Linked DNA regions of Mus musculus: all the other regions are linked to region 1. Evidence: chromatin contacts called from public promoter capture Hi-C data. All regions are on one chromosome and are shown on one strand. Each heading gives the region's core, a stretch centred on a gene start, on an enhancer-like site or on the middle of the called end of the contact. The rest is flanking DNA. Distances are from core to core; before and after follow the strand shown.

Region 1 (3,200 bases), core at 245-2,744:
TAAAGTGCTTTGGGGAAAAAAAAAAGTAATGGGGCAGTGGGTGGGAACCAGCCCTAAAACCCAACCTATCTGCATAGCACTTACATCATGAGTCATCACTGAACAAGGCTAACCAGATTCAAGTTCTTCCTCACATTCCATCCTCCGATTTCACGACCAGAAAGGAAGTGTGACAGTGCCTTGTTAAAGAGGGTAGTAGCTCAGTTATAGCCTGACCTGGAACTCTTCACACACTCATGGAGTCCTGCCCCTACCTTTAGCATGGACATGAAAATCCAATTGACAAAACTGTAAAGTCAGTGTCTACTGACGATAATTTTGTTCAACGAATGTCATCCAATGGGCTCAAAGGTGACTCCTTTGAGAGAATTTAAATAATGCTAAGTGCTTTAAAGGGGCCAACGGGCAGGTCTGGCCCACGCCCTTCCACTCCCCATTGTCCAGGCTTCAGCCAGACGCGTGACAGGTCTAGCCACGGCTACATCCTCTGTACAATAGCCCTCCTTCAGCCATTCCACCTATTCTCACGGCTCCTTCCACCCCCACCCCCCCGTGTAGGTGGGCAACATATTCCCTCCTTAGAACCCTTCACTTTCATAACGCCATCCTTTAAAAAACACTAAAACTTTTTTTTCTACGCCGCTGACACCTCTCCAGGTCCCTTTCTCAATAGAGTACCGGACATACAGATGCTGCTGTTCCTGCTGCGCCTCAAAAAACACAAAAGTTCACAACTTCTTCCCACCAAAGAGAGCCTAGGATAGACCACTTAGCCTATGCTAGTAACTCTCCAGGTCCATTCGATATCCAAGACACAGCCGGGAGAATCCCAGGACGTCCGATCCGCACCCCAGCTGTGATGGTGTCACTAGGGTTTGCCCGGCGCTGAGCAAACTCGGGAGGCCCGCTCTGGGTCCATTCACTCCCGGCCGACGCCCATCGCGGGACCGCTTCCTCCCGCCACGCAGCGTCAGTCCTTGCTCCTCTCCATTTCTCCGGAGCCCGGGCATCCGGTCCCCCGCGCTCGTGGGCCTTGGCATCGGACTTCCCCGTTCTCCCATCCCCCACCCCCGTTTTCCCCCCGGGCCCCGGAGCCAGCCCCTTCACGCTCTGCCGGTAGACCCCGCGCTCCCCCTCCATCCCGAGCCTCACCGATCTCTTTCTCGTTAACCCTCGGGGGAAAGCTGGCCATCTATGGGGCACCGTCTGATTCCGGGAACTCGATTCGGACGCGACAACAGAGAAGGGACTCAGCGGGGGCTGAGGGGCGTGACGCGGGCTCAGGCTCTCCCGGGTGTGGAGACTGCAGAGAGAGCGCGGGCGGCCGCTGCGGCTTCTGCGGACTGCCCGGAGGAAATCACCGGAATGCCTGGAACAAAGCCACCGGGTCACACTCAGACAAAAGAGCCGGCGCGCCTTCCACTCACAGACTCACACAGCCCGCCAATGCTTCCGCCGCCAAACCAGACACTGAGACAAGATGGCGGGCGGCACTGATAATATCTGGGAGGCGGGGTGTAGTGGGTGACGTCAGACCATCAGGCCCCGCCCCTCGACGCAGGGGACGTGATGGTCTGGATTCACGGACGGGCGTGAGCCCTCAAAGCGCGACCTGCGGGCATTTTCGAAGTCGAAGGCTCATTGCCAAGGGCAAGCCCGGGATTATATAATGCACGTGACCGAACCGGAAAGGGCAAAGTAGACGTTTCACGTGCTTAATCCCTTTTAGCTACGTCTCTGGCTCCTTAGTACCTGGGAAGTGAAGGTTGCGCTGAAGAAAGATATGATGGAAACTAGCATAGTGGTGTCCAATTGGTCAGGACAGAACAAACTGGTTTTAGGAAAGACTCAGTTGATGAAGGAGACCCAGGGTGATGGGCACCTCTGAGGCCTCCCCAAGACTGCCTCTGTTCTAATTGGTCCCTAAAGTCAGGTCTCCTGAAGAGCTGGCCAATATGACCTCTACCTCAGAATCTGCCCTTCTTCCACAGAAGTTGAGGTCTCTAGGAAGCAGCTAGCTATTCCACATCATTGTTTGGGTGTGCCCCACATCTCAATCTAAGTACCATCTATAAATGATGTCATTGCATTTTAGTGGCCCTTGCGGGACTCTTTCTTCCAAAGGATAACAGATAACGGCTTAGATTTTCTCAGATACTCCTGGAAGACAGAATTGCCCAGCATAACTTTAGATCTCAAACACCATAGGTAGTGCATGTACTGTGTGCATGTCCCTTTGCCCAAGGTAGAAATTCTTAAGATCATGATGATTAATAGAAATAAATCATCCCCTTCTTTAAAAAAAATTACTTGGTTACTGCTTGACAATATGTTTGTCCAGAACTTCATGCACGGCAATGGTGCTGCCTGACGAACAGTAGAAGGAAAAAGAAAATTCAATCTTGTCAAATACAGACCATTATTGTCCCCTAATGTTTTTAGCTTATTTATTTATTATGTGTGTATGAGATATGTGCATGTTTTTGAGTCTTTTTTTTTTTTTGAGAGTTCATGTGTCTTAAATGCTTCTGTGTGAATGCAGGCATTCAGAGGTCAGATGACATCCTAGGATATGAGTCCTCACCTCCCACCTTTCCTGAGACAGGGTCTCTCATGATTTCAGTGCTTGTATACCATGCTAGCTGGCCCTGTAACTTCCCGACTCCCTGACAGCCCTGTTAGAGTGAAGGGATTGTAGAGTAGTAGTCTGTAATCTCCTGCCTTCTGCTTTAACCTGGGTTCTGGGCTTTCGAACGGTCAGGTTTGCATTTTCACCTCTGAGCCATCTTCCCAGCTATTTTTTTTTTGAGTTTTCATACAAAAATATGCAGATTTCACAAACTTGCAGGGCTGGAGGAGGGGGGTATAGCTCAGTTAGTAAAATATTTGTCTAGTATACAGGAACCATGGAGTCCAGCTCCAGTTCCTCAGAAACCTAAAGCAAATGGTACATGCTCGAAAGCCCAGCTCTTGGCAAGCAAAGGCACAAGAATCAAGAACTTAAGATCACTTCTGCTATATAGCAAGTATGAGGCCAACCTGGCTCCAAGACTCTTATCTTCAAACAATCTGGAAGGCTTCAGGAATTCGTGAGTCAGCCTTGCTCGGGAGTTATGCTGATTTGTTTGGTTGTTGGTTTGGTTTGGTTTTTTGAGACAGGGTTTCTTTGTGTAGCCCCAGCTGTCTTGGAATAGCTCTGT
Region 2 (3,200 bases), core at 318-2,817, 990 kb before region 1:
CTTAGTTACATTGTTACTCTGCCACCCCTGCTGCATGCAGAGAGACCCCCAAAAGATGAATTCCAGTATGGAAATGTGTTGTGATGCCTCATTGACTTGAATTGAGTTCTTAGATCCTACCTGAACACTGAGAAACCACACTTGAACAAAAAGCTACAGATTTTGAAGATGAACCGGTGTGTGTAGTTTAGAGGATAGTTTGTGGATTTTGAGGATGGAAATCAATTCCTCGGGCCAGCAAGTGCCTTTACCTATAGATCCATCTCACAGGCCTTGAAGTTGTTATTTGAAGAGGCCAATCAAAAAAATCTGGAAGAATTATATGCAGATTAGGATCTGAGAACCAAGAACACAAAATACTTCATAATACCTTGGAACCATCTGGATTTCTTTATCTGGTACTGTGTTTATCTGGTACTGTGTTAGTAAGTCATTAGTCAGACACTGACTCATGAGAATAAGCATAACAGACCTTATCTACTTCCTTCATTTAACAATGAAGAATGCAAAATTCACTCTGGCTTGATTTGACCTTGAACTCTGTATTTCATGTAATTAAAATTGCTTCCCAGATAATCTGTAAAGGGTAAAACAATATTCACTATTTCTATATTTCACCCTGTTCTGGGTGGTGCTATACACAATCGCACAAACCTAAAAATACAGAATGGCTCTCCCCATGAAGGATGTTAGAAGATACTATCTGGCCCAGGCATGGTGACACATGCCTTTAATCCTAGCACTTGGGAGGCAGAGGCAGGCAGATTTCTGAGTTCGAGGCCAGCCTGGTCTACAGAGGGCTACACAGAGAAACCCTGTCTCAAAAAAAAAAAAAAAAAAAAAAAAAAGATAAGAAGATACTATCTGGAACAGTATTCAGACAGTAAACAAAGTTGGTTTCCTTGTGGGGTGAGATGATAGATAGCTGAGGTCTTTGAATTACCTCTTAATTTTCTCTGTAATCTTTTCAGACAGGATCACTTATGACCTACAGACACATAACTTTTGTTGTTGTTGTTTTGTTTTTTTGAGACAGGGTTTCTCTTTATAGCCCTAGCTGTCCTGGAACTCACTTTGTAGACCAGGCTGGCCTCAAACTCAGAAATCCGCCTGCCTCTGCCTCCTGAGTGCTGGGATTAAAGGCCTGCACCACCACGCCCGGCACCAGCCAGGCCGGCTCTTAATGGCCTAGGGAATGCGTTTTGGAAGTGGAACCTCAAAGTGGTAGAAACGACCCATCCTGGTCACCGCCCGGCGAGCTCGTGCGGACTCCGATCCCCCGCCCTCAGCGCGAACCCGGAGCTCCGCGGCGTGCCGCGCAGGCTGCGCTCTAGGTGTAGCGCGCAGGACCGCGCGTTCGCGGTCCGCCCCGCCCTCCCTCTCCAGAGCCACGCCTCCACTCCGCGCAAGCCGCTGGTCGGCCCTCAGGGCTCGCGCACGCGCGCGCGGGTTGGGGCGGGTCGGGGCGGGTCGGGGCGGGTCGTGGAGGGAGCCAGCCGGCTGGTCCACGAGCCGCCGGGGCGGGGACACGCGCGCGCGCACTAACGCTTCCTCGCCGTGCGTGTGCGTGCGCGGCCGAAGCCCGCCGCGGCGCTGTGCGGTTCCGGCGTCAGGGCCCGGCATGGCGGGGGTCGGGGCCAGGCCGGGCCGGACCCGGACCTAAATGCCTCTATTTCTCTCCGCGCTGTTGGTCTTGCTGCTGGTTGCGCTTAGCGCACTCTTCCTAGGCCGGTGAGGGGATTCTAGCCACAGGGTCGGGGGGGTCGAGGAAGACCGGCTGGAGGAGGCGCGGGTTGGTCGGGCGCCTTAGGCGGAGGGGGCGCGAGCAGGAGGGGGCGCTCAGCCGAGGCGAGGGGAAGCGAGGTGGGGGCAGGGGCGCTGAAGCATCTGGCTGGACCCGAAGCAATGTCCAGTCCGGGAACCGAATGTTTGCGTGTGAGGGAGGGGGCCTCCCTCGGTGGTCTCCCTTTCCTGCCCCGTTCGCCTCCGTGTCCTCTTCCCAGATTGCGAAGGGCACCTGCAGCCGCGCCCTGCAGAGAGGTCGGGAGGACTGGCTGGCTAGAGCAGAGCGGTGTTTGAGCAGTTCCGAGAGTGACCTCTGCCTTCTCGGAAACGGCTGCAGGGTGGGGACGCAGACAGGGACCCTCTAAGGAGTGTGCGATGACGTATTTAACACGACTGCCTTCACTTTGCCTTTTGAGGACCTCTTTTTACTTTGGGTTCCTAAAGATTTGAGGGTTTCTTTGTTTATTCTTTCTTTCTTTCTTTTTTTTTTTTTTTTTTTTTTTTTTTGACCTCTTTTAGAGGGTGAGTTTCGTTTGCCTAGTTTTGTTTGAATTTAGGGGCCCGTAGTTCTGGTTGTTGTGCCTAAATGAGTATGACTAGAGAAATATTTTAGGAAAATCGTAAAGTTCCTAAGAAAAATCCGGCTTCAGGATACCACCCCTTGCAAGGCCTTTCTAGAATCAAAAAGGGTAGAGGGTCTTATAATCCAACTGTTTTTTTTCTGCAGGTGGCTTGTGGTCCGGTTGGCCACCAGGTGGTGTCAGCGCAAGTTGCAGGCAGAGCTAAAGATTGGCTCCTTCCGATTTTTTTGGATCCAGAATGTCAGTCTTAAGTTTCAGCAGCACCAGCAGACGGTGGTGAGTTCCGGGAATTGCAGAGAGAAAGAGAGAGAGAGAGAGAGAGGAGAAGGGCGGGAGTGTGTGGTGTGTGTGTTGGTTTGGAGGGGGTTTCAAACTTTAGCTTCCTCCATGGGTAGTTTTCCTAGTTAACTCCACCCTTGTTGTTGTTGTTTTTGTTGTTGTTATTATTATTATTGTCAAGAGGATCTTAGGAGCTACTTGGAGGACTCTGCAATAGATGCCAGTTGTTTCAAGTGTTTATGGGACTAGATCTGGTGGTATAAACCTGTAATTCTTGTTTCTCAAGAGGCCGAAGCAAGAGAATTATAAATTCAAGCTCTGCCTAGGCAACTTAGTGAGTGCTTCTCTCAAAATTAAAATGAGCTGGAATAGTGGTTCAGTGGTAGAGCCTGGTATCTGCTGGGTCCTCTTTAGTATCTAGTACCAAACTAATGACACAGAGTATCCAGGGTATGGAAGAAAGATATGGAAGTAAACAGAGAAAGATTACAGGAAACAGCAAACTCACTGTTCTAATTTAAGAGAGGAAATAGGGTGGCAACTTGTTCATAAAAA
Region 3 (3,200 bases), core at 523-3,022, 930 kb after region 1:
CCTTCCCTTCCCTTCCCTTCCCTTCCCTTCCCTTCCCTTCCCTTCCCTTCCCTTCCTTTCCTTTCCTTTCCTTTCCTTTCCTTTCCTTTCCTCCTTTCTTTTTCTTTTTCTTTTTCTTTTTCTTTTTTCTTTCTTTCTTTCTTTCTTTCTTTCTTTTTTTTCTTTCTTTCTTTTTTTTGAGTCAGGGTCTCTTAATGTAGCCCTGAGTGTTCTGGAACTCACTCTGTAGATCAGGCTGGCCTCAAACTTAACAGAGATCTGTCTGTCTGCCTCCTGAGTGCTGGGATTACAGATGTGTGCCTTCATGCCTGATGAGGTCCTCTGAATTTACTGATTTTTTTTTAATTCCCCGGTCAGAGAAGCTGCAATACAAATTCTGGATGTGTCTCTCCAGAGTGCAGCTCCCTGGGGAGGTGGATCCTCTCTAGCTTCTAAAGTTCTTTGGACCTGACTGCTGAGGTACCTGCTAGAGCAGTGATTCTCAATGAGTGGGTCATAACACCTTTGGCAAACTCCTATATTCACATGACTATTCATAACAGTTGCAAAATTACAGTTGTGAAGTAGCAAGAAAATTATTTTTTAAAGATTTGTTCATTTATTTTATGTATATGAGTACACTGTAGCTGTCTTCAGACATACCAGATCCCATTACAGATGGTTGTGAGCCACCATGTGGTTGCTGAGTACTGAATTCAGGACCTCTGGAAGAGTAGTTGGTTATTTTTTTTTTAAAGATTTATTTATTTATTATATGTAAGTAAACTGCAGCTATCTTCAGACACACCAGAAGAAGGCATCAGATCCCATTATGGATGGTTGTGAGCCACCCTGTGGTTGCTGGGCATTGAACTCGGGACTTTGGAAGAGCAATCAGTGCTCTTAACTGCTGAGCCATCTCTCCAGCCCTGATTTACTTATTTTTTTTTCTTTTTCCATTTTTTTTTTTTTTTGGTTTTGTTTTGTTTTGTTTTTCGAGACAGGGTTTCTCTGTATAGCCCTGGCTGTCCTGGAACTCACTTTGTAGACCAGGCTGGCCTCGAACTCAGAAATCCGCCTGCCTTAAAGGCGTGCTCCACCACGCCTGGCTTCCAATTTTTTGTTAGGTATTTTCTTCATTTACATTTCAAATGCTATCCCGAAAGTCTCCTATACCCTCCCCCCAGATTTACTTATTTTTAAGAAGAGCAAATAAAGACTGAGGCTGTCTTTTTTTTTTTTTTTTTTTTTTTTAATTAATTATATGTAAGTACACTGTAGCTGTCTTCAGACACACCTGAAGAGGGCATCAGATCTCATTACGGGTGGTTGTGAGCCACCATGTGGTTGCTGGGATTTGAACTTCAGACCTTCGGAAGAGCAGTTGGGTGCTCTTACCCACTGAACCATCTCACCAGCCCCTGAGGCTGTCTTTTAATGTCATTTAATGCATATGAGTACACTGTAGCTGTCTTCGGACACACCAGAAGAGGGCATTAGATCCCATTTTTGTTGCTACTTCATAACTGTAATTTTGATACTCTTATGATTCTAAAATGAGTTCCTGAAGCGGACCTTCTTCATAGCTTAAGTTGTTGGGGTTGCGTGTTTGTGGCTAGGCGAGCAGGACCCAACTACTAGAGAGAGATGATTTTTCCAGGCCAAAATCCAGGCAGGTAGCCAGCAATGTCCGGCGCTTTTAGAGGCTGGGGAGAATTAGCAGCTGGGCGGGTCGAGCTGATGGGAGGGGCGGGGCGAGCTGATGGACAAGGCGAAGTGTTGCCGGGGAAGTTAGTAGGACAAGGCGGAACCTAAGGGTGCTTCCTGGCTGTCGCCTAATTATGGCGGCCGTTTGTTCTGGCAATGCAGTCCCCGTGTGGCTGAGCGAGGACGACCTGAGCTGCATTATCTGCCAAGGGCTACTAGACCAGCCCACCACGCTGCCCTGTGGCCACAGCTTCTGTCTCCGGTGCCTCCATGACCTGTGGGTCTCGAAGCGTGGGGCCGTGGATGGCTGCCCTTGGGCTTGCCCCATATGTCGGAAGGGTCCCTTGACAAAGCCCAAGCTGCACAAGAACCCGCTGCTGCAAGACCTGGTGGACAAGTACCTCCAAGCGGCGCGGGAGGTCGAGGCTGGCTCGGAGCCTGAACCCGCCCCCGCGCCGCGTTCTGCGCCCCAGGTAGGAAGCCTGCACCGGACTTCCAGATCTCTTTTTCTGCCACAAAATTTGCTCAGTCTAATCTGTTTTCTGGAGAACCTTAAAAAGTTTATAGCTGTATAAAGAAATACAAAAGCCCAATGTGGTGGCCCCATGCCTGCAATTCCCCGTTTTGGAGTGGCTTGCCCCACAGGGCCAGAGTTACATAGTAAGATCCCATCACAAACAGTTAAAAATCCAAGTCCCATCCACCCGAGGTGTGGTGCACACTTGTATAGTTTTAGTTTTTCCCAGCCTTCTGTGATGTCTGGAGATTCTTAGTGTGGTAGAATGTATGTGCCACAAAAATTGCCATTTTCCCCCTTAACTCAATTGGCCTATTTGTATATTTATTGAGACAGGGTCTAACTAGACTAGACTAGGATGGCATTGAACCTGGGGTGACTCCCTCGGCTTTCCAAGTCTGGGATTACAGGTGTGGGCCACTTGAACTCAAAACTTTGCCTGCTTCTGCTTTTCAAGAGCTGGGATCAAACACAGGTGCCACGACTGGCCATCTGAACAATTTTTTAGTGTACAGTTCGATGGCATCTCTCTTATTTCCAATACTGTGCTTCTGTCACCGCTGTTGCCAAGGTAATTTCATCAACTTAAAAAAGACCTCTGTACCCACTCACTAAGCAATAACACCTGATTCCTGTCCCTCCAGCCTCTCTGTATCTCATCTCTCATAAGCTTTATGTCTGAGTTTACCTGTTATATTAGGTCAGAAAGCGACGCACTGAGACCACCACTCCCATTCAAAGGCAAGAGTGTTTTTTGTTTGAAGAAAGCAAGAACCCTGCATGCAGGGGCCAGCCACTTATAAAAATGGTGACCCCAGACAAAGGGGCACAAGGCATCCATGGGAAACTAGAGGAATTTTATCAAACATTAGGTAATCTAAAACTTCATTAGTGGGTGCTGGGGAAGTTACATGGGTTGGTTTCTGATTAGCTGCTATGTTAGATTTACTATACTTGGGGAGGCCTTGAGGAAATCCCAGGAGATGACTCAGCTCTG
Region 4 (3,200 bases), core at 225-2,724, 890 kb after region 1:
ATTGGTAGGGTTGGGTTTGTTTGTGGGGTTTTTGTTGTTGTTTTCTTTTTTGAGACAGGATGTCACTGGATAGTCTTCATACTCAAATTCAGTATGAAGACCAGGATGGCCTTGACTTCATAGTAATTCAGCTGCACCAGGATAGCCAGTACTACACAGAGGCGCTGTCTCAAGGAAGAAGCTGTAGTTGCCTGGCACTGTAACTCCGTATGTACAACCTCAGCACCTGAGGGGCAGTCCATACAAGATTCAGATTCCAAGAGTTTTATGACAGTCTGGACTACCTGAGACCTCATCTCCAAAAATTTAATTAATTAAAATAAAGAAATTGTAGTCTTCTCGGGATAAGTAGAGTCCACCTTTAATACCAGCATTTGAGCCAGGCAGTGGTGGCACGTGCCTTTAATCCCAGCACTTGGGAGGCAAAGACAGGTCGATTTCTTAGTTCAAGGCCAGTCTGGTCTACAAAGTGAGTTCCAGGACAGCCAGGGCTACTCAGAGAAACCCTGATTCAAAAAAACCAAACAAACAAACAAAACCAGCATTTGGGAGGCAAAACCAGGCAGACCTCTGAGAGTTCATGGCCAGACTGGTCTAGTACAGTGTTCCAGGCAATGAGACTGTTTGCTAAAGTAAAAACAATCAAAAAAGTTAAGGGCCAGTTAGATAGGACCTAGTTTCTGGCAAGGCCTTGGTTTCTATACCTAGAACCACTTAATTTTAATTAAAATTATTTCAAATGTCTGCTACTTATGGCATTTATAATATTATGAGGATTTTTTGTATCGCCTCTTATGATTGATCTCCAGTTCCATTTTTTACTAGTTTATCATCTGATGGAACTAAAGGAAATTAAACTTTATACGTTTATAATAAATGTTTTAGCTGGTCAGGAGTGGTGTTCCTCACTTGCAATCCTAGCATTTAGGAGATGGAAGCAGGAAGATCAGGATTTAGCTACATAGTGAGTTGCAGGCCAGCTTGGGCAACATGGAGCTCTGACTGGGGCAAGCGGGGGCTGGTGATATTAACTAAGTGGTGGGGACGGTTTATTTTGTTCTGCATGGTTCTCAATATTGCTAACAAGGCTGTATTTTTGCAAGCAGTCTACATTGTGCAATGGATAACTTTATAAGACAGTGTAAAGTCATCCTCCCAGCGCGGCCACAGGAAGACGACACAGCCAGAGGCTAAGCGAGCTACTCCGGCCCGGGAAGGGGCGCACGCGCGTGGACCCCGGGCCATTAAAGCGGACGGGCTCCGGGGCTGGGGGACATGAACGCCCCTCAGCTCCGCTACAGCTCCACGCTGGACAACCGGACACAGGGCAGAAGAGAACCACTCCCGGTTACAGGCTAGTGACTGGAAAGCAATCCACCTCGTGCTCAGGAACCCTACCTCCGGCCTTGATGAGGCAAGCAAGGTTTGTCCTCCAAGCCATCGCCAGGCTCTTTCCCACGCCTGTGTTCCTCCTCAACTTCCGGTTTCGTGTGCTCCAACAAAAAGTGCTCGGCCGGGGCTGGGCAGAAGGGTTCCGGCGAAAGCGACAGTCTCAGGGAAATGCCAACGGAGTTCCTAGTAATTGATGGCTGATGGTCTCTGGAGAAAGTGTGGCCGTTCGGGATCGCCGAGATGCATAGGAGTAGACTAGGTTTAATCCTGTTTTGGGGCGAGTCTCCTCTGGGTTCCCAGACACACAGCAGACAGTGGGGAGCCTATATGCACACATGTAACCCTGTCCGGAGTTGAGAGGAGGAGTATCTGGGAGAGATGCACGGGATAAGGCCAATGTATGAGGTCGCTTTGACGCTGGGCACTTTTGACTGTTTGAAAAGGATGGGGGGAGGTGAGTCTGGAGCCACATTTGATCCTTGGAATGCGAAGTGGAACAGTTGAAAAAGTCGGGCAGGTTGCTTGTTTTTTAGTTGCAAAGTCAGATTAGAGGGGCTTTCTAGAAAAAAAGAAAATTGGTCATTTGCAGCCAATGTGAGGCTGGACTGTAGAAGAACCTGAGGACAAGAAAGAGGAATCGGAAAGTTATTGTGATATGTTTTATAAAACAATTGTTGTGTTTTATGGAGCGCGGTATGGTGTGGTGAGGTGCCCATCCTGAGGCATCCCCTCCTCTCCGAGGTACCCAGCTCCAGTATGGCATAGAGTTTATTGGGGGGGGGGGGAGTTAAGAAGGGAGTAGAGGCAGGGAAAGGGGGGAGAGAGAGAGAGAGAGAGAGAGAGAGAGAGAGAACACGAACGAACTGGTGGCCCAGTACACGTTGAAGAGGACGGGGAGGGAGAAGAGGAGAGAGGGGAAAAGGGGTCAGAGAGAAAAGAGTCAGAGAGGGCAAGCAGTTCCTTTTAGAGCAAAGCCAGGCCTACCTGGCTGTTGCCAGGTAACTTGGGCGGGGCGTAGGAGGAATGACAACAGATTTTCTTGCCAAGGCAGAGTGAACTGTGGGGAATGAAACCTGGGCTAAGGAAGAAGAGTGGAAAAGGGTCTAGTAATGGGTTTGTGGTTATATTAGACGTCGTAGCTAACCTATAATGCCCACACTTAGGAGCATGAGGAGAATTGTGAGTTTGAGTCCAGTCTAGGCTATGTAATGAGTTTGAGGCCACCCTAGACTACAAAAATGACTCTGTCTCAAAAGGCATCAACAACAAAAGCTATTCACAGGCTCAGCCGTTCAGAGTACTTGTTGCTCTTGTGGAGGATCCGGCTTTGGTTCACAACATCCACATGGTGGCTGACAACCATCTATAATTCTGGTTCCGGGGATGTCCAATAACCTCTTCTGACCTCCACAGGCACCAGGCACAGACTTGGCACACAGACATACATGTAGGCAAAACACTCATATACACAAATTAATAAGTCTAAAATAAAAGTTATTCTTAAGAGAGCCTGGGGGCTGGAGAGATGGCTCAGCGGTTAAGAGCACTGACTGCTCTTCTGGAGGTTCTGAGTTCAAATCCCAGCAACCACATGGTGGCTCACAACCATCTGTAATGGCATCTGATGCCCTCTTCTGGTGTGTCTCTGAAGACAGCGACAGTGTACTTACATATAATAAATAAATAAATAAATATTTGAGAGAGAGAGAGAGAGAGAGAGAGAAAGAGTGCCTGGTGTGGTAACACATTCCTGTACTCAAGCATGAATTCCAGGTCAGCCTGGGCTGTCATAGTAAGACCTAGTCTTA
Region 5 (3,200 bases), core at 415-2,914, 790 kb before region 1:
TAGGCTCCAGTGCCTATTTGGCATCCACCTATTCTGAGCCTTAGACTCTTGCAGGCTCAAGGAAGAGGAGCGTCACTGTGTCTTCTCAAGTGCAGGCAGAAATGGAACTACTACTCCCCACCCCAAGAATCGGACCTGTGGGTCACACACTGGGTCCTGTTAGTTCTTGGGAACTTTGCTGGCTCTGCTCCTGGTCCCCACATGAGCATGAGACGCCTCTATTCCTACCCTCAAACCCTCTGCCATGGTCGGATTCTACACTATTTACATCCTGCTCTTTCTCTCTCCCCACCAATCTAGAAGCTGTGGTGCCTGGTGGGGGGCTTCATCTGTTTGCTTCAGTGTTGTGTTCAGATCTCCACGGCACCAAGTAAGGGCACTCCTTTTTCACAGGCAATAAAACAGAAGCCCAGACAGACAGACAGACAGACAGACAGACAGGAAGTCTGAGCTGCTCAGCAACAGTGCAGATGTCTGTTCTCCAGCTCAGTTCCTACAACAGGGGCACTGAAGAGCACAGGCCCACACCCAGGGGCCTCCAGTCTCAGGCTCCTCTTGTCTCTACTCCACCCTCTAAGAGAACTGCAGAATCAGATCCCAGTCCTTGATGTGACACTAGCTCCAGGAAAGGCTCCTAGGACAGGAACAGGGGCAAGGGACAACCTATTAGTCATTAATGATAGCCAACAGCGATTAGGTCTAATAGCAACAGCATCCAGAAGCCTGAGGCAGGGGAATCTCTATGAGTCTGAGGTTAGCCTGGTCTGAAAGTATGTATATAAAATAATACTTTCAGTGTACCAAATCTCATTGTCATTTTCCAATACTTCCTCTCTCTCTCTCTCTCTCTCTCTCTCTCTCTCTCTTTTCTTTTTTCTTTTGGTTTCTTCGAGACAGGGTTTCTCTGTGTAGCCCTGACTGTCCTGGAACTCACTTTGTAAACCAGGCTGGCCTCGAACTCAGAAATCTGCCTGCTTCTGCCTTCCAATTGCTGGGATTAAAGGCATGCATCACCATGCTCGGCATTCTTTCTTTCTTGGTTTGTTTGTTTGTTTGTTTGTTTTGGACAGAACATCAAGCCTTGGTTAGCCTAGTATTGCTTAGACCAAACTGGCCTCACCTCTGGTGTGCTGGGATTAAAAGCACATGCCACTAGGTCCTGCCTTCACTAAGATTTTCTTCCAAGTGAAGGCAAGGTCAACGGATCAGTGGCAGAGCACAAGTACTCCAGTGTGGCCCACCAGGCTCTGGCTGTTCTTACACAGATGCACATGTGCCGAGAGGCAGATGCCACGCAGCTGGCATATCCAGTCTTGTGCGCTAATCCTGCGTGCCTTTCGACCTTACTTCCACATCTCTGGATTCGGATCATTAAGTGACTAATCTATAAGGTTGCCACGAGATAATATATTCAGAATTCCTGGCCCCAGAACAAAGTTACGTTGTCAATAAATGTTAGTTATTGATATAGTGATTATTCTTTTGAGTGTTCCGACGCCCAGGAAGGAGGGCTGCAGCACGGTAGTATCTTTGCGTTGCCTGAAGTGAGGACACACCACAGGGATTGTTTGGACGACACCCAGCCCAGAGTTCAGCGGACCAAAGCTTTTGAGACTGTCTCACGCTCCGCCCCTCTAGACTTTTAACAGAAGCACCCGAAGCCGGCGCAGGCGCAGACAGCACAGACTGGTCCAGGCCTCCCGCAGCTGGTTCCGAGGTGCTAGCCCCTCCGTGTTTGCGCATGGAGGGGCGCGTGAGCTCCGTGGGCTCGCCCCACAGTTTCCTCAACGCTCCCGTGCTTTTCCGCGGCCCCGTGGAGCCCCTAGTCTTCCTGGCCAACTTTGCCCTGGTTCTGCAGGGACCGCTCACCACACAGTACCTTTGGCACCGGTTCAGCACGGAGCTCGGCTACAATGGCACCCGCCACCGGGAGAACTGTGGGAACCAAAGCGCGGATCCCCTCATGAAGGTAGCAGGGACCAGAGCAGCTGTGAATACGGAGCGCGGCACGGGGCGGGGCCTGTGGAAGACGGGGTCCCCGAGGGGACGGGACACACGTGGCGTGGTGGGCGGGTCAGACCAAAGGGGGCCTGCCCTGGCTGGCTGCCTTGTGCTGGAGGTGTACCTAGAGAAAGCCTGGCTTGGAAAGTTATCTAGTGTAGCGACGGAGGGAATGCTTCTCCAGGGCCTGTTTTTACAAGTTGAAGGAACATTCCAAGAGGCTTAGGGCTCTAAAGCAAGGCTATAGCTCCCAGGATGGTGATGGTAGCTAACCAAAGTGAGGTCCTGCGCACTAGTGATTGTGTCTTTACAGGAAGTGGAGACCCTGACATCTCACTGGACCCTCTACATGAACGTGGGAGGCTTCCTGGTGGGACTCTTCTGGTCCACCCTGCTGGGAGCCTGGAGTGACCGCGTGGGTCGCCGCCCATTGCTGGTGCTGGCCTCTCTTGGTCTGCTGCTCCAGGCCGTGGTGTCCATCTTTGTGGTGCAGCTAGAACTGCACGTCGGGTTCTTCGTGCTTGGCCGAGCTCTTTGTGCCCTTCTGGGAGACTTCAACGGCCTCCTTGCTGCTAGCTTTGCCTCTGTGGCAGATGTTAGCTCTAACCACAGTCGCACCTTCCGGATGGCTCTGCTGGAAGCATGCATTGGTGTGGCCGGGACCCTGGCAAGCCTTCTCGGGGGTCACTGGCTCCGGGCCCAGGGTTATGCCAACCCCTTCTGGCTGGCTTTGGCCCTGCTGATTGTCATGGCTCTATACGCAGCATTTTGTTTTGGTGAGACGGTGAAGGAGCCAAAGTCCACCAGGCTTTTCACGCTCCGCCATCATCGATCCATTGCCCGGCTATATGTGGTTCCAGCCCCAGAAAAGTCCAGGATGCATCTAGCCCTGTACTCTTTGGCCATATTCGTGGTGGTTACTGTGCATTTTGGGGCTCAAGATATCCTGACACTCTATGAGCTGAGCGCACCCCTCTGCTGGGACTCCAAGCTGATTGGCTATGGCTCAGCAGCCCAGCACCTACCCTACCTCACCAGCCTGCTGGGCCTAAGGCTTCTGCAATTCTGCCTGGCTGACACCTGGGTGGCTGAGATTGGCCTGGCTTTCAACATCCTGGGAATGGTGGTCTTTGCGTTTGCTACCATTACACCCCTCATGTTCACAGGTAAAGTGAAAATGGGGCCGTTCACTCATTGCC
Region 6 (3,200 bases), core at 481-2,980, 760 kb before region 1:
ATGAAAGCAGAGCCCCGGGGTTTCTGGGGAGGGAGCATGAGGGATAGCGGGACTTGTGCCCTGTCCTTGGTCCTGAAAAGGCATCCGCATGTGTTTGGGGACTTGTACACTAGATAGAGGTTACTCTCTCAGAGCTGTCAATAAGTAAGGATAGTCATTTCCATTCCTGAAAACATATCCGTATGTTTGCATCATGTTTCCTGCACCCACTTCCCACAGGTACCACCAGTTCTAACTCCCTGACCATACCAAGCCAACACCAGCCAAGCTGGGCTCCAACACACTCAGCAAGCACCTACTCCATTTTCCAGTTCTCCATACTCATGGCCTATCCCAGTCAGGACAGCGGATATTAGATGAGAGGGGTTAAGCAAGCAGAAACCTACCTTGGGTCTCCCAACCCAAATCATTCTGTTTGTGCATTTTTTGGACAGTTGTGTAATTTCCACATATCAAAGGTGATCAAAAATGCCAGAGAAAACACGTCGTGACACTTGTGAGGGCTGCGTGCTGAAAGCGACTCTTCTAAAAATTCTGAGCTGAGAGCCTGAGATTTTGGTGAAAATTAGTGTGACAGCCTGTTTTGCTCTGGCACCAGAAGACCGGGAAAGTGGGCCCTTCAAAGGCTTCATAATAGTTCAAAAGGAGGTCTCAGGAGGTAGGCAAAGGAGAAGCAGTCAAGCAGTTTCCCATAGGAAGGAAAGATACCTCAGTTTTCTCTGCCCCTACTATTTCGTCCTAGCAAAAACAAAAACAAAACAAAACAAAACAAAAACCAAAAAACTTTCTGTTCCTGATCAGACGCTGCAGAATAAGGTCATGGCTGCCCTGGTGAGAAGGTAACACAGAAAGACACCCAGATGCACGGGAGAATTATGGGCTTAGGGCAAAATCAGCAATGGGATACCGTCTCCAACCACCTTCACTGCCCTGGCAACCCCACACCTCACCCCACTCTCCCTCACCGGTTCTCAGCCACCAGGATCTGCTCCAGCAAGCGCGCGGCCTGCACACGGGTCTCTAGCTCCGGTGCCTGAAGCAGCCGCAACAGCAAGTCGAGGCCACCGTCCAGACGTATAGCATCGCATAGACCTTGGGCCACCTCGCGGCCCACGGCCGGCAGCAGCCAGGCTTCCTCTACCAGCTGGAAGACCTCGGCGAGACCCGCGCCCACAGCCCGCGCCGCGCTTGCCTGTTTCAGCTCGGACAGCGCCTGCTGCAGCTCAGGCAGCGAACGCTCCAGGGCGCCTTGCACCTCAGTGCCCACTCCGGGCGACACTTCGCGAGACCCGCGACCGCCCGCAGCCCACCATGGGCTGGCGCCACCACTCCGATCCGGTCCGGGCACTGTCAGCCGATCGGCGCCCGGCCGTGGGCCTGACATGGTGAAGAAGCGGCACAGTTTGTAGGCGGAGAAGAGCAGCGTCAGGACCATGGGCGCTGGGCAGCAGGGGACATGCCAGGCCTAGAGGGGCGGGGCCTGGCAGAGAGACCCCGGCCTTGGGAGGAGAAAGAAAAAAAAAAAAAAAAAAAAAAGCAAACAGGATCCGGTAAAGGTGCTGGGCTACAAGTGTAGAAGCAGAAGGAGGAGGGCAGCTCCGGGACTCAGCGACTTAGGAAGGGCATGAAGGGAGAGAGAAGCATGGACCAGACGCGGGAGGGTAGAGACGCCGGTGCCCGGAACAAAGCGCTGCTCCAATCTAAGCACAGCGGAGCTAAGATGCTCAACAGCAACCACGCCTCTGAGCAGCAGAGTCAAGGATTTGACGCCCCGCCTCTAGGTTTCACGGGCTCCGCCCCCGACGCAGGCGCAAGCCCTACCCCAGGTCTCCAGCCACGCCCACACCTGGCTCCGCCTCCTCTCCCCAGTCTCCCCTTGGTGGTGTGCAAGATGCTGTAGAAAGGGCTGTAAAGAGCTGTCTTCCATTTCCTACCGCTCGCTCGGCTCCCCAAAATGTGGAAGCAAGCTGGCTACATGTATCCACGTCCCCTCCGGATGGTTAAAGAATCGCAGTTGAGATTCTTAAAGCCCTTTAATGCCGGTTTCCACTTAGGCTTCACGCGTCTGTAGGGAGTAAAATTTAGTGTTTCATTTTGCCGCTGAGACTACTGCGGTCCATAGAGAAGAGACACCAAAGGCACGCTCGCCTGTGATTACAGAACAGAAAACGGAGGGGCTTCAGAAGTGTGCCAGTGCTTGGAATTTGGCCCAAAACCTGGCACTCTACCCCAGTGAGCACTTTCTTTATAGAGAAATCCCACTTAGTATGTGAGTCTAGAAAGTATGCCCAATGAGTCCATTTTTTTTTTAAAATAAATGAGGTCATTGAAGGTGTGGCCAGGGTGGTCCCCCGAGGATCAATGGATTAGTGAAAGCCTCAGGAATGGGCTCTGGGACTGGAAAGATGGCTCAGCCTTTAAGAGTACTTGTTCTTACAGAGGACCTGGGTTTGATTCTCAGCATCCACACGGCAGCTCATAACTGTTCAAAACTCCAGTTCCAGGGTATTCAAAGCCCTCTTCTGACCTCCATAGACACAAGACATGCATGTGGTGCACAGATGCACATGTGAGCAGACACTTATACACAAAACATAAAATAAATAAATCTAAAAAAAATAAAGAAAGAAGAATAGACTCTGACCCACTACTTCCTATGCTGTAACACCCAGCTTAGAGAGAACAAGGAGAGGCCAGAAATGAAGCTTTGTTCTTTTATGAGAAGAAAAGAAAACCTCCCCCAAAGTGCTTGCCAGCTCTCCCCCAACCCCCCTTCTTGCCCCAAAAATCCAGATTCGAAGCGGGGGGTAGGATGGGACAAGCACCTAGCCTGATCAAACAGTAAATCGATAACGGCTTATGGGAATGAGTTGGAAGCTACTCCAGGCACGAAACGTTTTGTCTGTTCTAGCTCACGGAATCTCTCAACACCTGATGAGGCAAGGCACCATGGTCCCACTTTATAAAAAGTAAGGCTCAGGGAGATTAACGGGACTGGCTCAGAGGGTGACAACACATGCTTTCTTTCCACCTCCCCAGCTAAGCTAAGCGTGTTATCCCTCCTGCCCGTGACCCTACTGACTTTGGTCTTGGCGAGGGTTTTCTGTTTCCCAGCTCTCCTGGGGCTGGGGTTCTGGGAATGTGACCCTTTGCTGCAGCTGTGTTTGGAGGAGGGCAATGGGGCTGGGCCAGAGGATGAG
Region 7 (3,200 bases), core at 460-2,959, 740 kb after region 1:
GTAATGCGATATTTTTGGATTTGCTTAGAGTAATTTAATTATTCAGACCCTGACTGAATTTCCTAACGCTATAAAGCAATACCGCAGCTAAAACTCCAGAAACCTCGGTGGGGTGGCATTCATCAGAGACGTTCTTCAGAAACATAAGGGGGAAAAAAACCCACCATATACCTATTTTGCAGTAAGAAATATTCTTAAATACAGACTAGTATAATGAGAGCATTCTAAAGTTTCTTCTTAATATAAAACATAACGTGGGGTTGGACTTACAGCTCTGCAGTTGAGAGCACTGGCTGCTCTCTCAGAGATCTCTATTTGATTCTTAGCACCCACCCTAGGCCTCACAACCACCTGTGACTCCATTTCCAGGAGAGGCAACATCCTCTTTTGGCTGTAAGGACCGCAGCATACGACCTTGGTGTAGACTTAGGCACAGGGTTCCTCTGTATAGCCCTTGCTGTCCTGGAACTCACTTTGTAGACCAGGCTCGCATCAGAAATCTGCCTGCCTCTGCCTCCCAAGTGCTGGGATTAAAGGTGTGTGCCACCACCACCGAGCATAAAAACATTTTTAGAAAGTTAAAATATAAGCAATATAAGCTGGTTATTTTGTCTAACTTGAAATCCAAGTTATTCAGAGTAAGCCAATTTGTACCAACAGACTTAGGTCGGGTCTGTTTATCTTTTTTTTTTTTTTTTTTTTTTGGTTTTTCGAGACAGGGTTTCTCTGTGTAGCCCTGGCTGTCCTGGAACTCACTTTGTAGACCAGGCTGGCCTTGAACTCAGAAATCCGCCTGCCTCTGCCTCTGGAGTGCTGGGATTAAAGGCGTGCGCCACCGCCCAGTTTATCTATCTTTTTAAACAAGACACTCAAAACACAGCGTTCCTCACAAGCTTTTGGCAGTACAATAAATAAAACTTCAAGAAATGTCTTTACTTCGAATCACCTATTTGTCTCAGAGAAAATGAAGTATCTACTTTGCTCGCATCGTGTTGAGAAGCCACAACCCAATTCCACAGAATCCCAAAACCTCACATCACTTAACAAAACAAAACCAAGTCTCCTTAATTTCTGAGAAACGGCCGCCACAAAATAGGTCGCTCCCTTTCGTAGGCGAGCCCTTCACGTCCGACAACCCAGTGGCTGCGCTAGGGGATTTCGGCCATGGGTGGCTTGGGGCACGTGGCGGCCAGGGGATCCGATCTCCTCCTGCCTCAGTGGAGATGAGACTGAGCACACAGCACCCCCGGGGCAGGTCACTTCCTGAGACCACACAGTCTCGGGATCCGCGGTGGACCTCCGCTCCTTTCAAAGGCCCCTTCGCCTTCAGTTTCTCAGTCACCCGCCTCTCTCTCCAGGGGACCTCTGCCCCCCTGGGGGCGGCGACTGACGAAGCTCTCAAGGCGAGAAACGGCTCCCAAAGCCGCTCGCGAGTCCCCCTCTGCCCACAATGCACCGGGACGAGCAGGAAGGCCGCTCCGACCCCTCATTTTCCCGCGAATTCAGTTCAAAGAGGCGTCCGGGCCCGCGGTCGGCAGCGCGCACGGGCCAACCAAGCCGCGCCTCCGCGAGAAGCGCCTCCGCGTGACTGACGGGGGACTCTGCGGACCAACGGGCTGGGCGGCCCGGCGGCGCGCGCTCCCGCCGGCCAATCAGAGCGCCGGGCGGGGAAAGTGGGCGGAGCGAGGCCAGGGTAGGGTGAGCGGCCTCCGAAGCGGAGCGGGGCTCGGAGGAGACACTTTTTTTTTTTCCTCCCTCCTTCCCTCCTCTCCTCCTCCCTTCCCTTCCCCTCTCCTCCCCTCTCTCCTCCTTCCCCCCTCGGTCCGCTGGAGCCTGCTGGGGCGAGCGGTTGGTGTAGCAGGCGCGCTCACTCTCCGGGGCCGCCCGGCGGGTAGCTGGCGGGGGGAGGAGGCAGGAACCGCGATGGCGCCTCAGAAGCACGGCGGTGGGGGAGGGGGCGGCTCGGGGCCCAGCGCGGGGTCCGGGGGAGGCGGCTTCGGGGGTTCGGCGGCGGCGGTGGCGGCGGCGGCTTCGGGCGGCAAATCCGGCGGCGGGGGCTGTGGAGGCGGCGGCAGTTACTCGGCCTCCTCCTCCTCGGCGGCGGCCGCGGCGGCGGCGGCGGGGGCCGCGGTGTTGCCGGTGAAGAAGCCGAAAATGGAGCACGTCCAGGCTGACCACGAGCTTTTCCTCCAGGCCTTTGAGAGTGAGTGTGAGCGGCTTCGAGGGCAGGGGTGCCCCTCTCCGGCGTTCGGGGCACGGGGCACTCCGCCGGGTTCTCGGAGAGTCCACTTGCTTTGGGAGTGGAGGGAGGACTCGCTGGGGAACGCCGGGGTCCCGAGCAGGTCCCTGACTCCCGGAAGGGTCGCCCCGGGGCCCCCAGGTTCAGAGCAGCCTTGGAGGTGGGGACGTGACGGTTGAACTGAGCGCATATAGATCCCGAGACGAGTTGGTGTTTTCGTTTGTGTCTTCCTTACTCCACAAGTACAGGGATTATAGTTGTAGGTTTCGGGGGGACGAGACACAGCCTGTCCGGAGATGAGTGTTGTAAAGCCGAGGAAATTGTCATGGGTCTGAAATGCGTTCGTACCCACTCTGGCTGCGTGTGAGTGAACACGCAGCATTTGAAACCTTTTAAGCTTTTCAAACCTTTCCGCCCATTTTATGGGTGCGTAGACTGAGAGAGACAGAATGGGGCAAGCGTCCTCTCCGTGGACAACCTTGGAGTTGTTTCTTAATTCCAGAACATTTTTTTTTTAAATCCCGGTTTTTCGTTTTAAAAGATGCGTGGAGGGCGAAACTGACTTTTTTGGAAAGGGGATCACACAGTGCCTGGAAACAAACAATAGAATTTATAAACATTATGACTATAAATAAAATTGTTACTAAGTGGGCATTATATCCTGATGGTTTTGCACCTCTTTTGTGTAGATAGTGGAATTTAGCAATCTTCTAGCTGGGTATTTTACGGCAACTTGAATGAAGTCAGCTTTGCCGTTGAATCTCTTTATTTACACTATATCCGTGGCATATGTTATGGGCTTTGGTATCAGCTGTGCTTGGAAAGACGTTTTACATTGTTTTAATACTCTTCCTTCATTTTCATTGATTCTTCGTGAAATTCTTATTGGAATTTAATACAAATCATTTCGATTTTTGAATATTGAAACAGATAATTGGTCATGCTTCAGAGATCGTTATTC

Evidence for each region. Promoter capture Hi-C pulls out the DNA fragments that hold promoters and counts their contacts.
Region 2: a contact with region 1 is called in a promoter capture Hi-C map of embryonic stem cells, with 4 times the contacts expected there. The contact joins the promoter of 2610507B11Rik here to the promoter of Wsb1 in region 1. A contact is called at or near these places in 1 of 39 promoter capture datasets (embryonic stem cells) and 1 of 9 other capture datasets (adipose tissue).
Region 3: a promoter capture Hi-C map of hippocampal neurons shows a contact between it and region 1, with 3 times the contacts expected there. The contact joins the promoter of Rnf135 here to the promoter of Wsb1 in region 1. A contact is called at or near these places in 2 of 39 promoter capture datasets (hippocampal neurons and pre-B cells).
Region 4: a promoter capture Hi-C map of liver shows a contact between it and region 1, with 4 times the contacts expected there. The contact joins the promoter of Tefm here to the promoter of Wsb1 in region 1. A contact is called at or near these places in 2 of 39 promoter capture datasets (both in liver) and 1 of 9 other capture datasets (pancreatic islet).
Region 5: a promoter capture Hi-C map of hippocampal neurons shows a contact between it and region 1, with 4 times the contacts expected there. The contact joins the promoter of Slc46a1 here to the promoter of Wsb1 in region 1. A contact is called at or near these places in 5 of 39 promoter capture datasets (embryonic stem cells, hippocampal neurons, liver and 2 more), 2 of 484 Hi-C or Micro-C datasets (Sertoli cells and embryonic stem cells) and 2 of 115 datasets of contacts at active chromatin or transcription factors (astrocytes and embryonic stem cells).
Region 6: a contact with region 1 is called in a promoter capture Hi-C map of hippocampal neurons, with 3 times the contacts expected there. The contact joins the promoter of Sarm1 here to the promoter of Wsb1 in region 1. A contact is called at or near these places in 5 of 39 promoter capture datasets (embryonic stem cells, hippocampal neurons, liver and 1 more), 3 of 115 datasets of contacts at active chromatin or transcription factors (embryonic forebrain, embryonic midbrain and pancreatic cancer cells) and 1 of 9 other capture datasets (embryonic stem cells).
Region 7: a promoter capture Hi-C map of pre-B cells shows a contact between it and region 1, with 3 times the contacts expected there. The contact joins the promoter of Suz12 here to the promoter of Wsb1 in region 1. A contact is called at or near these places in 3 of 39 promoter capture datasets (hippocampal neurons, liver and pre-B cells), 1 of 484 Hi-C or Micro-C datasets (embryonic stem cells), 1 of 115 datasets of contacts at active chromatin or transcription factors (acute myeloid leukemia) and 1 of 9 other capture datasets (adipose tissue).

Annotation. Positions count from the first base shown.
Region 1 is chr11:79,253,201-79,256,400 of GRCm38.p6, forward strand. It overlaps Wsb1 (WD repeat and SOCS box-containing 1), which reads right to left and starts at 1,495. Exons shown (of 9, transcript NM_019653.3): 1 at 1,153-1,495. The coding sequence starts at 1,192.
Region 2 is chr11:78,260,187-78,263,386 of GRCm38.p6, forward strand. 2610507B11Rik (RIKEN cDNA 2610507B11 gene) reads left to right here and starts at 1,568. Exons shown (of 39, transcript NM_001002004.2): 1 at 1,568-1,731; 2 at 2,513-2,642. The coding sequence starts at 1,664.
Region 3 is chr11:80,182,097-80,185,296 of GRCm38.p6, forward strand. It overlaps Rnf135 (ring finger protein 135), which reads left to right and starts at 1,773. Exons shown (of 5, transcript NM_028019.4): 1 at 1,773-2,159. The coding sequence starts at 1,821.
Region 4 is chr11:80,140,679-80,143,878 of GRCm38.p6, forward strand. It overlaps Tefm (transcription elongation factor, mitochondrial), which reads right to left and starts at 1,475. Exons shown (of 4, transcript NM_183275.2): 1 at 1,399-1,475. The coding sequence starts at 1,441.
Region 5 is chr11:78,464,037-78,467,236 of GRCm38.p6, forward strand. Slc46a1 (solute carrier family 46, member 1) reads left to right here and starts at 1,665. Exons shown (of 5, transcript NM_026740.2): 1 at 1,665-1,969; 2 at 2,315-3,167. The coding sequence starts at 1,742.
Region 6 is chr11:78,496,024-78,499,223 of GRCm38.p6, forward strand. It overlaps Sarm1 (sterile alpha and HEAT/Armadillo motif containing 1), which reads right to left and starts at 1,731. Exons shown (of 9, transcript NM_172795.3): 1 at 966-1,731. The coding sequence starts at 1,435. Vtn (vitronectin) reads left to right here and starts at 3,097. Exons shown (of 8, transcript NM_011707.2): 1 at 3,097-3,200.
Region 7 is chr11:79,991,397-79,994,596 of GRCm38.p6, forward strand. It overlaps Suz12 (SUZ12 polycomb repressive complex 2 subunit), which reads left to right and starts at 1,710. Exons shown (of 16, transcript NM_199196.2): 1 at 1,710-2,203. The coding sequence starts at 1,924.